Linked DNA regions of Mus musculus: all the other regions are linked to region 1. Evidence: chromatin contacts called from public HiChIP or PLAC-seq data. All regions are on one chromosome and are shown on one strand. Each heading gives the region's core, a stretch centred on a gene start, on an enhancer-like site or on the middle of the called end of the contact. The rest is flanking DNA. Distances are from core to core; before and after follow the strand shown. Region 1 holds the start of Rfx4 (regulatory factor X, 4 (influences HLA class II expression)). Region 2 overlaps Polr3b (polymerase (RNA) III (DNA directed) polypeptide B). Region 3 overlaps Rfx4 (regulatory factor X, 4 (influences HLA class II expression)).

Evidence for each region. HiChIP or PLAC-seq counts read pairs in DNA pulled down with a chosen protein or histone mark.
Region 2: an H3K4me3 HiChIP or PLAC-seq map of neural progenitor cells shows a contact between it and region 1, with 6 times the contacts expected there. The contact joins the enhancer-like site here to the promoter of Rfx4 in region 1. A contact is called at or near these places in 2 of 39 promoter capture datasets (the C10 cell line and macrophages), 3 of 484 Hi-C or Micro-C datasets (stem cell-derived motor neurons, stem cell-derived neural progenitor cells and stem cell-derived neural stem cells), 12 of 115 datasets of contacts at active chromatin or transcription factors (astrocytes, differentiating embryonic stem cells, embryonic hindbrain and 7 more) and 1 of 9 other capture datasets (adipose tissue).
Region 3: a contact with region 1 is called in an H3K27ac HiChIP or PLAC-seq map of embryonic brain, with 7 times the contacts expected there. The contact joins the enhancer-like site here to the promoter of Rfx4 in region 1. A contact is called at or near these places in 3 of 39 promoter capture datasets (HPC-7-derived erythroid cells and liver), 1 of 484 Hi-C or Micro-C datasets (adipose-derived mesenchymal stem cells), 11 of 115 datasets of contacts at active chromatin or transcription factors (embryonic brain, embryonic forebrain, embryonic hindbrain and 6 more) and 4 of 9 other capture datasets (adipose tissue, embryonic stem cells, liver and 1 more).

Annotation. Positions count from the first base shown.
Region 1 is chr10:84,754,550-84,758,543 of GRCm38.p6, forward strand. Rfx4 (regulatory factor X, 4 (influences HLA class II expression)) reads left to right here and starts at 1,499. Exons shown (of 18, transcript NM_001024918.1): 1 at 1,499-1,964. The coding sequence starts at 1,922.
Region 2 is chr10:84,684,442-84,688,116 of GRCm38.p6, forward strand. All of the region lies in intron 19 of Polr3b (polymerase (RNA) III (DNA directed) polypeptide B), which reads left to right. Among named protein-coding and RNA genes, the nearest start is that of Gm17249, 64 kb to the left of the region's middle. Within about 2 kb of position 1,975, at least 69 of the 459 cell types and tissues checked have an H3K27ac peak or open chromatin away from gene starts, as enhancers often do. A contact at or near this core is called in adipose tissue, astrocytes, differentiating embryonic stem cells and 6 more, where this site is marked.
Region 3 is chr10:84,869,827-84,873,542 of GRCm38.p6, forward strand. The region is part of intron 13 of Rfx4 (regulatory factor X, 4 (influences HLA class II expression)); the gene reads left to right. Among named protein-coding and RNA genes, the nearest start is that of Gm40728, 8.4 kb to the left of the region's middle. Within about 2 kb of position 1,700, at least 11 of the 459 cell types and tissues checked have an H3K27ac peak or open chromatin away from gene starts, as enhancers often do. A contact at or near this core is called in embryonic brain, where this site is marked.

The DNA.
Region 1 (3,994 bases), core at 249-2,748:
TGTGTGAGAGAGATAAGAGATAAGAGAGATAACCCGGGTTGGAATTTAGCAGCAGTTTGAGCAAGAAGGGGCAACACACAGAGGCCCGGTAGGGCCTGAGGAGAGCAACGGGGGAGAAACGTCGTTACTCCCATTTCACAGATAAGGAAGCTGAGGCCCAAAAAAGATGAAGGAATCTGCAGAGCCGGGATTCGAACCCTTCTGCCCGTCCGCGCTGCCCCTTCCCTGCATCTCGTGACCTTAACTCGGCACGTGCTAGTCCCTTGCCCCTCACCCACCATTGTCCCACTCGGCGCGGCTCGGGGGGCTACCCGGAGGCCCGAGGTGGGCAGGCCCGGGGTCGCGGGCAAGAAGCGCACCCGGCTCGGCGGGAGGGACTCGGGCGATCCGCCCCTGCGCCGCTGGCGCTGCCTCTGTCCATGGTCAAAGCAGCGGGGTAATCCGCCTTTCTCTTCCGCCCGCCGAGCCCATTCATATTCTAATCACAGCGCGGCCGGCCCGCGAGCGGCCACTTTCCCGGGGCCACGGGAGCCCCCCCTCCACCCCCACTTTCCACTTGCGGTCCACAGGCCCCGGCCCCCTCCCCCTCCCACACTTTCAACTGCGCCGGGGAGGGGTCCCTGGGAAAGCCTCATCCCCAGCTCTGACGCCGGGGCTTCTCACCAACTCCGTTGCTGGCTGTGGGGGACCGAGAGGGTGGCAGAGGGGGGAGCCGGGGGACATGGGAAGAGGGAGGGGCCCGGACGCAGACAGACTGACATACAGGGTTATGGGAAGAGGCGCGGGGGTGGGGGTGGGGGTGAGGGTCCCAGAGACCCAGGGAGAACGCAGAACTAGGGAGAGACAAAGAGACTGGCTGCCAAGGGAGAAACGGAGAGCGAGACAGCGAGGCACGCCGACCTGGAGAGACCCGTGGGGCGAGAGACAAGGGGTACAAAAGTTCTGGTTGACGCAAGCCAGCCTCTCACCCCCTCGCAGCCAAGCGGCCTTCTTGTCCCTCAGACTGGTTATGGGAACCTAAGGCTTCACTTTCCCCTTCCTCAACTTCTACTCCCACGCACGTCCGCGGATCTGCGTGGAAGAAACTCAAGACATACCCCCTCTGCACTACTCCCCGGCCCCTACTCAAAATCTAACTCAAGGCGAAAACGGGACGTGTCTCGAGGGGAGAAAAAAAGGAGTCGGGCCCACTCGTGGACGCACAGGAGACTCCTAGGGCTCGGGTACCTCTGCACCCCCCTTCATGGCTGCACCGCGCGGGGCCCGGGCGCGGGAGGACTGAAGAGGGGGGCAGATCTAAGCCAATTTTGATTTCGTCTATAATGAGTGCCGGGCTAAGGCTGGAGAAGGCCTCTGGAACTTTAAATAAGAAAAACGTTGCTAATGCTATAATAGAAGGGGGAAGTCGGAGGGCTGGGATTGCGTCGCTCTGAGCCCCCCTTTTCGGAGGCGGCTTTTCTTATTCAAAACAGGCCCACAATGGGCTTCACAGTGCGCCTCGCCACGGCCCCATCTGACGAGCGGCCATTCATCAGGCCCGCTGGCCTATCAATGACATTGCTCCCATCGGGGCTCCTATAAAATGATGTTTTTTCCCATGAAACATCCGCAAACATTTTGACGGGTTTGGCTTTGCCCGACTGGATTACTGAGTGTCCCCTCGCTCGCTCGCTCGCTCTCTCGCTCTCTCCTTCAGCTCTAGCTTCCTTCCTTCCCTCGCTTCTTCGCCTCTTTTCTTTCCACTAGTTCTTTCTTTTCCCCTTTTATCCTTTTGCCCTCTCACCCACCGTCTCCCCCTCTCTCTCTCGCTATCCCTTCCTTCCTTATTTCTTCCCTCCCTTCCTCCCTGGGCATCTCTAGCACAGGGGATCCCCAAATATCAGGACTTTTGGGGGGCGTCTGTGCTGTCCATGGGAAGAGCATGCATTGTGGGTTACTGGAGGAACCCGACATGGATTCCACAGGTTAGTCCTGGTGGGACTTGGAGGGGGGTCATTGGAGGGGGGAGGAAGGAGAAGGGACAGGGCGGGGGTCACTTCAGAAAGAGTTGCAGAAAGTTCAGGCGGGGCAACCTGACAGTGGGATCCCAGGAGAGGAGGAGAGCGTGCAGAAGTTTTCGGTCCAGCGCTAAGTGTGTAAGTGGATGCATGGAAGTGTGTGTGAGTGTAAATGCGTGTGTGCGCGTGCGCGCACTCTGAGGCGCGCGCTTTCACTTGGACATAAAGTTGCATAAAGATGCTCGCTGGCTCGCGGCGAGCTCGAGGTGTTTATGCTACTTGCAAGAGCTTTGCGAGCAAGCCGCCCCGCCCGGACCCGGCGGCGGCCCTGGCTTTGGCTAGGGTAGTGGTATGCTTAGGATCTGGGGTGAGGGCCCCGAACGCTCCAAAGGCGGAGGAGGGCGACGGCGTACCGCGTCTCACCGCGCACTGGAGGCTCTTGCTTCTGGAATCTCGCTGCAGGGAGGGAGTGGCGGCGGCGAACCCGGTGGTCCTGGGGCTTTAGTAGCTTTGGGCTAGGAGAGATGGGCCCCTAGGACTGTAGTCTCCCGGCCGCGAAGACGCGACTCACTAGCCTCTCCACAGTGAGGCTGTAACCTTGCAAAAGGGGGGTGGGGGGAGCAGAATGCAGAACATATGAAGAGGCCTGACACTGAGTTTTGTGAACCGGCCTGTAGTTTGAGGGCTGTGTGGTGGACATCAGGCACTAGGGTCGCCACGGTTCACAAGGGAACACACGGAATCTCTTACAACGAAAATGCCCAGCATCTTCTCCAGGCGATCCGTTGGTCAACTTCTACGCCTAGCATCTTTGGGGACCCGCCGCACTTCAAATTCTGTTATTTTTTTCTATGTCCTTTCCATGTAGTGGTTCTCAAAAAAACTTTACTCTCTCCGTTAGGCTCAGTCTCTCCACCAGGCCACTCCAATCCCTGCTGGGCCGCAGCTTTGGAATTTTGAGGGGTGGTAAGACCACAGCCTGGGCATAGGCAGCAGCTTGACTGAAACCTGAGAGAATGTGAGGGCATTGCAGCTGAGCAACAAGTGCCTGCTGGCCTCAGCTGTGCCCTGACACACATTAACTTACTTGCAAATAACACCACAGTCAACTCTGCCCCCACTCCACCCACCCCTAGGGCAGGTTGTAAAAAGATTAAGCTATCTAGATATCTTCCCAGACCTTGTTCTTCTGTACTGGGAGGAAAGTTCCAGGCCTCTCTTGGCCTACATTGCAGACCTGGTGGCTGAGACCGCTGGCCCAGGGGTATCTGCGGCATTCCAGGGTACGTTTTTTTTTCTGTCTCCGGTACAGTTAAACTCTCACGCTTTCCTGGGTGTCAGTGAGCTCCTGAGCATAGCCGAAGCCCGAGCTTCTAAAGTCCAGCTTAGTTAGCGGGTGAGCACCTGCGGGGAGGCTAGAAGCGGTCTTCTCTGGAGAGCGGCACCCGGCTTAGGCCCGGTTGGGGTCTGTCTTCTGCACACGCTAGCAGTCCTGGTTCTGGAGAAGGAAGGGCCTTTGCTTCAATATTCTTTTAACTCAAGGAAAACCTCCTAAGAGCCACGGCTCGAAAAGTGAATGGATTTAACCAGATTAAGCCCATTTGTACAGAATTAGCGGTCGAGTATTTTCAAGGGGTCTGTACACGGTGTCGGGGGCCTTCCTCATATCCCAAAGCTGGCATGTCCTAAATGAGATATTACTTGATCCCTCCACAGGACTAGAGTCCTTTGGGTGTTTGGTGAGGGGAGTCTTAGAATTGTGGACACTTTCGAGGTTTATCAGGTGGTTGGGTGAGCACGGACCACTTCCATCCCAACTGCGAACACCCCAAATGGGTTATGAAACTCCAGCGCTCCTCTCTCATACTAGGATCTCTAGGATAGATAATATACCTATCCTCTCCTCTCTCGTCTCTAGGATAGATATATATCTCTCCTAGATCACACTCCTGACCTCAAAATCAAGAGTTTTGGTTAATGGCATCAATTGAGAAGTC
Region 2 (3,675 bases), core at 725-3,224, 70 kb before region 1:
CACAAGTCTCAACTAGTTCCCTTAGCCAACAAAGTTGCAGGTAATAAATTTCCCATAATTGTAAGAGTGACTGCAAACATCAAATCCCTGAAAAGTGTGAGTTAACCAGGAGAGACGGGCGTATGAGAGCAGAACAAGGGAAGGCAAAGGAGGAAATGATTACAGTGTGAGGAGATTGGCTGAGTGTCATATGCACCTAGGCTGTCTGCACAACTGTCATGAACCTGTGTGCCTAAGTTGTCTGCCTGTGTGACAGTCATGAACCTGTCCTGTTCTTGCAGGTACTCTTGAGTCTCCTACAACTAGTTTCCAAACCCATTTCTTTCCCCTTCTGGTTTATCCATACATCATGTATCTGAGCATCATATATCCACTGAGCAAGACCTGGCAGTCAGATGTCGGGGAAGGAGCCTGAAAACAGACAGGGTCAGACAGAGCTTTCTGCTTACAGGGTATCAGTGCAGCGGGAGAGTCTGCCAGATTACACGAGTAGCTGGGATCTGGGAATTAAGGGAGAGAGAGAGTGTTGGTGTAGGTGGAACTGCACCAAGTCTCAAAAGGGAAGCAGCTTTCAAAGAGGAAACAGGAGCTAGCATCTCACGGGACTCTTGATGCTTGGTGTATCTCTGTGGTAAGAAGATGTAGCGATGTGGTAGAGAATATGTGCTACATGGAGGCAGGTGCAATGCATGAAGCCGAGTCAAAGATCCACCCCATAGACAAGTTTGACTTACAGACTTGTTGAAAATGTTGTTCAGATCCTAGTGAACTTAATGAATCGTCATTCCCAATAAGAGTGTCATTTCTAATCTCAAGGGCTACAGGAGCTGCACTTTCAAGCATTGTGAACCAACAGTAGAGGGGAAGGGTCTGCATTGCCACGTTCAGCCTCTGTCCCTCTTCCCACTGCAGCTGGCCATTAAGAAATCCTGCTACCTCGCTACAGGCAGGAAGTACAGATATTTCTTCCTGAGCTTCATGTGCCCTTTGGCTGGCTATGGAGAGACAGAAAACATTTTATCCTGCCACCGTTTACCTGAGTGGTGTAAGGCCTGGACAGTTGGGAGTAATTCCCAGTAGGAAAGCTGAGCAGTGGCTCATCAGTTTGGCTTGCTATTCATCCTCGGCAGTGTGGGCCGGGGTCCTGCCTGTGCTCCTGACTTGCTAACAAGTTGAAATATACAGTACTGCACCCTATGTGCCATGAAAGGGCTATCACTTCTTTTGGGTTTACCAAACCATTTTGTTTGATGATGTGAATCCCCACTGAAACAATGCACCTTTTGTGTGCAGCCTTCGGCAGAATTAACAAGGCCAATCACTGTATGACTAATGCCACTCATTTTGTTTGAAAATGCAAACAGAAGCACTGGCCATCCTCAGCGTGTGAAACTGCTTTAAAAATAAACGATAGAGTTAAAAGAAGAAAAAATATTTTTATCACAACCCTTCCCACCCCAAAAAATAAAAACCCAACCTTTATTTTATGGCCCCACACGTCTGAAGCCAGTTGGGTTAGCTACCACACACAGTTAAGCAGGATCAGTGTGCACAGAAAGCCAATTCAGTGTCTGTAGAGTTCTTTTGTAGTCTTCTGTGTGAAGGTTTTTTTCCTCGTTTTGTTGTGAGTGTCATTTGCAATTCATTGTCTGTGTTTTCTGAGGTTGGTGTATTCAGCTGCTCTGACCCTGGGTCCTGCACATTTAGCTCCTTGGATACAATCCTCTGACGTTACTGCTGACGCTTGCAAGACAAAAGCCACTGAATATCTTAAGTCATTAAAAAAAAAAAAGCCTTTGTTACTGTTTGTTATTATAAAGCACACCTGACTAGGAAGGAAATCGTAGAGAAGTCATTTAAAGTTGGCACATGCGTGGGCGCACTTCCCTTTGGACACTAAAATAGCTGCAGGAGTACCGTGTAAGATCTGTGTGAAAGACAGGAAAAAGGCCAGGGATAGAGCCAGAGCAGAGACCCAGGTCTGAGGCAAGCCCCGCCCTTTGAGCAGGACTGCACTAGATCCTTTGAGCTCCCTGAGTCCCGACAGCGGGGAACTAAAGGCACTTTAAAGAGGATACATTGCTGAGACTCTTAATCTCAGAGTCTGTGTGGATTTTCCAGTCATGGTTTACTTGTTCGTCTGTTAGTCTGTGCAGAAAGTGAAGGAAGCGGAGGTAAATATTCCAGCCAACCTAGAAGAGGTGCTGTGTCTAACCTCTTTCCCCTTTGATACCAACCCCTTCCTAGTCTCCATCAGAGTGAAACAGCTCTTTTTCTGTTGCCACAAAGAGCTTCACTAAGACCAGTGTGGACCACAGGACCTCAAAGCCTCGCCTCACACATCAGACTAATCCAGCAAGCTGCCTGCAAAGGTGCTTCTTAAATCACAGACACTTTACGAATATAGTTATGAATAAAAGTTCAAGTCCCCCTCAGCACCTCTCACTTCTGCATGTGCTGTAGATGTGGTGACATGGCTCAGAATAGTAAGTCAGATAGACAGCTGGCACCGGTCAGTCTCCAGGCCATGAGCACTGGCTGTGTGCTGGGGCTGCACTGTGAGCTGGCAAGGCTGAGCTCAGAGTCTCCCTCGCATCCTGTCTGTTTTACTAGCTGGCCATCCTCTAGAGGAACACTTTCTCTTCTTTAAAGGATCACTCAGTTGCTATCAGCAAGTTAATGAATATGCATCACGGACCTCCTCCAGCCCTCCCCGCTTCAGCCCCAAATTGCTGAGATTTGAAAAAGAAAACATCTTAGGAGCTGGGACAGCTTCTGGCTTTGTCTTCACAGAGTCTGTTTCTAAGCAGACCATTTCTTCCTGTGTTTAAACTGGAGTAGGATGTCCTGGAATTGAGATGTTTAAAGCACATAGTGTTCAAGAATCCCCATAAAGTTTTGTTAAGTCCAGGCCTCTACCCCACTGTTTTGCAGATCTATTCTTTATTTGTTTAGGAATTTTAAAAAATGGGGGGGAAAGACTTAGCCAATTCTTGATGAGAACTGTTTTTTTTTTTTTAAAGATTTATTTATTTATTATATGTAAGTACACTGTAGTTGTCTTCAGATACACCGGAAGAGGGCACCAGATCTCATTACAGGTGGTTGTGAGCCACCATGTGGTTGCTGGGATTTGAACTTCGGACCTTCGGAAGAGCAGTCGGGTGCCCTTACCCACTGAGCCATCTCACCAGCCCCGATGAGAACTGTTTTTAATCTATTGCTTTGTGTTTGTTTGTTTGTTTGTTTGAATTACTCTAGCTGTTGTAGGCGTGTCCCTGTGGTAGTTCCTGAGATTGAAATACTTCAGTCTTATCTGAGGTCTCCCTGAGCTCAAAGCCCGCTTTGCTAGTCACTCAGGTGGATGAAGTTGCTATACATGCAGCTGCTGCGGGCTACAGCCCGAGTGGCTTAGGTGTACTGCATGGTGACACTGCCTGAGTCACATGCCTGCCTGCCTGCCTGCAGTGCCACTTTCTGAGTACCTGCAGAGGAAGGGGTGTTGCTGGGCATTAGCCCCCAGGGCTTCATTTCCTGCTATCCTGCTCTACTGCTGACCTGTTCCCCCACCTCCCAAGTTTTACACGCATGCATGTGTTTCTTTAAGCATGATAGCAATCCTGTAAGCCTGTGCTTTTCTTTCTGACAAGAAAGCTGAGTGGTTGAGTAGCTTAA
Region 3 (3,716 bases), core at 450-2,949, 120 kb after region 1:
GTTAGGATATTATGCTACCTTTAGGGCACAGTTGCCTGCTTTTCAGTAGAGAAGCAGTGTGTCTGGTCATCCACATTGTCCATAGAAAGACATCACCTGGATATTCAAGAGTCTAAACCACTGGCCTCTGTTTTCCTGGTGTCTCTACCAGGGGCGTTGGGAACGTTTCTGGGTGATTGCTCCTAGGCTGACTTTCTGCAAGTGTAAACATGATCCCACTTTTTACAACTTCAGATTAAGCCAATCAACCCTCAGCATCTTCTGGGGTTTTGATCTGACACTTTTCCTTCTACCTTTTTATGAACCTGGCACCATTCCCAAGGCGTGTCATACAGCGAGGCGCCACTGAGGTGCCACTGAGGCCGAAGGCAGGCACATTCTTTAGGAAAGGCCGTTGGTCCCGCTCAGAGAGGCCTTCTCTTGGCCAATCTCTTCCTCGTCTACCCTGGGGTTCTCTGAGCCTCCCCATGCTTTGGCTACAGATAGAAACTCTCTTTGAGCAGAGTATGGAAGTGCTCTGGTCACTGCTCCCTGGGCAGTGCCATCAGATGTGGCATTTTGATGGCTTGCAGCCCATGGTGGTTAGTGTTAGCACATGTTACTCATAGCTCTGGAAAGATCATTTGTGTGTAATTGCCTTCTCGTGTGTGACTGTTTTTGCTTAGGCATATGGCTGAGTGGTATCTTGACATCTTTCTTTCATTGCTTCAAAAGCAAAGATTAGGCCGTTTTCCACACAAGCACATGCATGTACATGCATGTACATGCACAGAGCGAGCAGCACGCTCCCCTCCTCCCTTCTCCCTTACTCTTGCTTGTGCTGGTGCATGGAATATGCATACCACTAACCACCTCCATCACACAGGAAAGGCAGGGGTTTCTGTTGGTGTTGCTTGAATTTGCAGGTCAGCTGCTTTGGCTGAGTTAATAATCAATGTGAAAATGGAAGCCTGGACAAAACAATTGTGGTTTATCAATACCTTGAATTTCTTCCTGAAATGTATGACTCTTTAAAAATGGGTTAGGTGGGCTTATTTCCTTTCTAGTCACACTGTTTTGAGATATGCTGGAAACTCAAGTAAATGGCAAATATGCATATACATGTATATGGATATACATATACATATGAATATGTATAAAATTTTGATCACAGTCACCCAGACAGACTCAGACAACTTTATTTTATCTACTCAACAATGAGGCTTTTATATTTTGAATTAAGATTTTTTTTTAATTGAAAGTGATGAGAGAAAAGAATAATCATTACTGTTGCAAATACTAACAGATGCCAGGAGCAGTGAGCAGTATCTTATAAGTGAGAGGACAAATATCGCCAACCTAGAAAGGGTAAGGGCACAGAAAGGTGTATTCAGTTACACACACACACACACACACACACACACACACACACACACACACAGACACACGGGGAAGAGAGAGACGTTAACCTGATTTCACTCTTACGGTATTTTCCTCGGCCTTGAGTGGGTTGAAACAATGCCTGCCTCTAAGTCCATTCAGCAGATTCTGAAATGGTCCAGCTCATCTGACTCATTGTTGAGTTTTGCAGCTTGGGGCGACAGGCAAGTTGAAAGAATGTGCGGCAGACAAAAGCCCAGCTCCCCCTTTCTGCCTGTATGTGTCAAAGCCCCAGTTGGTGGCTGTGTTTGGGTCATGCGTTCGCTGTATGAAAACAGCTAATTAGGAAAAAGAGCCCTCTGTTCCCTGGCCCCCTCCCCAGCTGCAGGGGCCGGCTCTATGTATCTTATAACTCCTGCGCGGTCCTCAGCATGAGGAATGGTGTGCCATTCGTTACAAGTGCCAGCTTGGCAGGCTGGCCGCCACGGTGATCTTGGTAAATACCTCAAAGGACCCTGGTAGACTCTACCTCCTCAGAGCAACCCGTTTGGAAGATACTTTCTTCTCCTTGGTGGCTTCTCACTGCTGTCCTCCCAATGCCTTTTCTCTGGGTCTGTCTTTTGATCCAGAGTAGCCAGAATTTTCTGCTGTAAAGAGTGACTCCGGAAGAAGTTCTCAAAGATAACTGGTGACAAACTTTGGTCCTGGTGCTGTTTACCAAATGAAGGCTTCTGTCTCAAAAACTACTCCTCCATAGTCAACTGATCTGATTTCCGTTCAGGGTACACCTGAGTCTCTCTTTCACCAAATGCCTATTTATTTCACCATTGTGAACATCTGAAAAGTAACAGTAGTTTCTGCTCTAGAGCAAAACTAAACAAGACAGCCGTCAGGGCAGAGCTGGGCATCCTTCCATGTGTCACTTTTTTGCAGGCTTGTTTTATTGTCCAGCATCAAAGGCCACCCTCCTGGGCCAAGGCTGGGAGGCCCCGTGTGATCTGTCAGGGACTTAGACCTGGTCACTGCTCCTGGACACAGGACCTGGACCTGGACCTGGTCACCGTGATAGGATCTTCCAAACTGCTTCTCTACACTCAGGAATTCTGGCTTCCCATCATCCAGAGCCTGCTAAACTTTAGGACCCTAGGTTGCCACTGTTGCTCGGGCCCTCTTCAAGCCCTGAGAACGTGAATTTCTGTCCCTGGTCTAGGCCCAGAGAGAAGGAGGACTTGCAAGAGATTCAGTTTTCCCAGGGAGAGGGCATCCTTCTCAGCTCAGGTGTGTGCTCTTCCCAATAAATCACCTGCCTTTCCCAGCTCAATACCGGTGGGAACTACTAAATCATATTTATGGAGAGCCTAATAGATTTTAGACATTATATTAGCATCTTTTTCCTATTACTGCCTCCAGTATGTCAGGCTAGGAAGCTGGGGTAGAATTTAATAAGGACTTCCCTAGAATTAGGTCTATAATAAGGCAAACAGTAGCCAACAATAGTTATTTTAACAAACATTCAGCAAATCTATAACTTTAACTCTTCAAGGCAGTCGGACAGAGGTTCCCTCCCCGTGGGTGGGAAGGGAGCTTGTTGGATCTCTTCACCCAAGCTCAAGGAGGCAGCATGGCAGAGCTGCAGCATGACAGAGCTGGTTCAAACCCAGACCCATCTGCCTCACCATAAAGCCCACACTCATTCTAACCACTGCCACCCAGACTCACAAGGATGGCACCAAAAAGCCAGATAACATCATTTTATCCACAATCATGGTTTTCAATTTTTGAATGAAGATTATTTTAAAATTTAAATCGATGAGAGAAAAGAATACTCACTAGACTGCTGCAAATCCTAACAGATGCCGAAAACAGTGGAGCGGCATCTTATAAGTGCTGAGGACAAGTATCACCAACTTAGTAAGAGTGAGGGTGAGATAAAGGCGCATTCCGTTATTTAAAGACCAGGAGAACTTGGCACCCACAAACACACATCAAAAAGGATGTACTTAAGCAAGAAGGAAAGGAAAGCCAAGGACACGCTGGCGCCTGAGAAACAACAGTTTTCTGATTATCACTGCTACGTAACAAATTGCCCCAGAGCAGAGAGGCCCATAGCAGCCATCTCATCATCTGGACAGGTTCTTATGATCAGTACCTAGGGTGACTTGGGTCTGTATGTGACCATCCAAGGGTGAAGGTCTAGGGCACACAGTAAGTTCCTTCACACTCGGTTGGTTCAAGAGTTCTAGACCTTCCCTCCCCTAATCTTTAATGCAAAGGATATACATTGGGGAGCCCTGTTTCATATGAGAGAAACATTTATGTAGACAAGTTTAATTAGCTAATCCTTTCTACATTTGTCA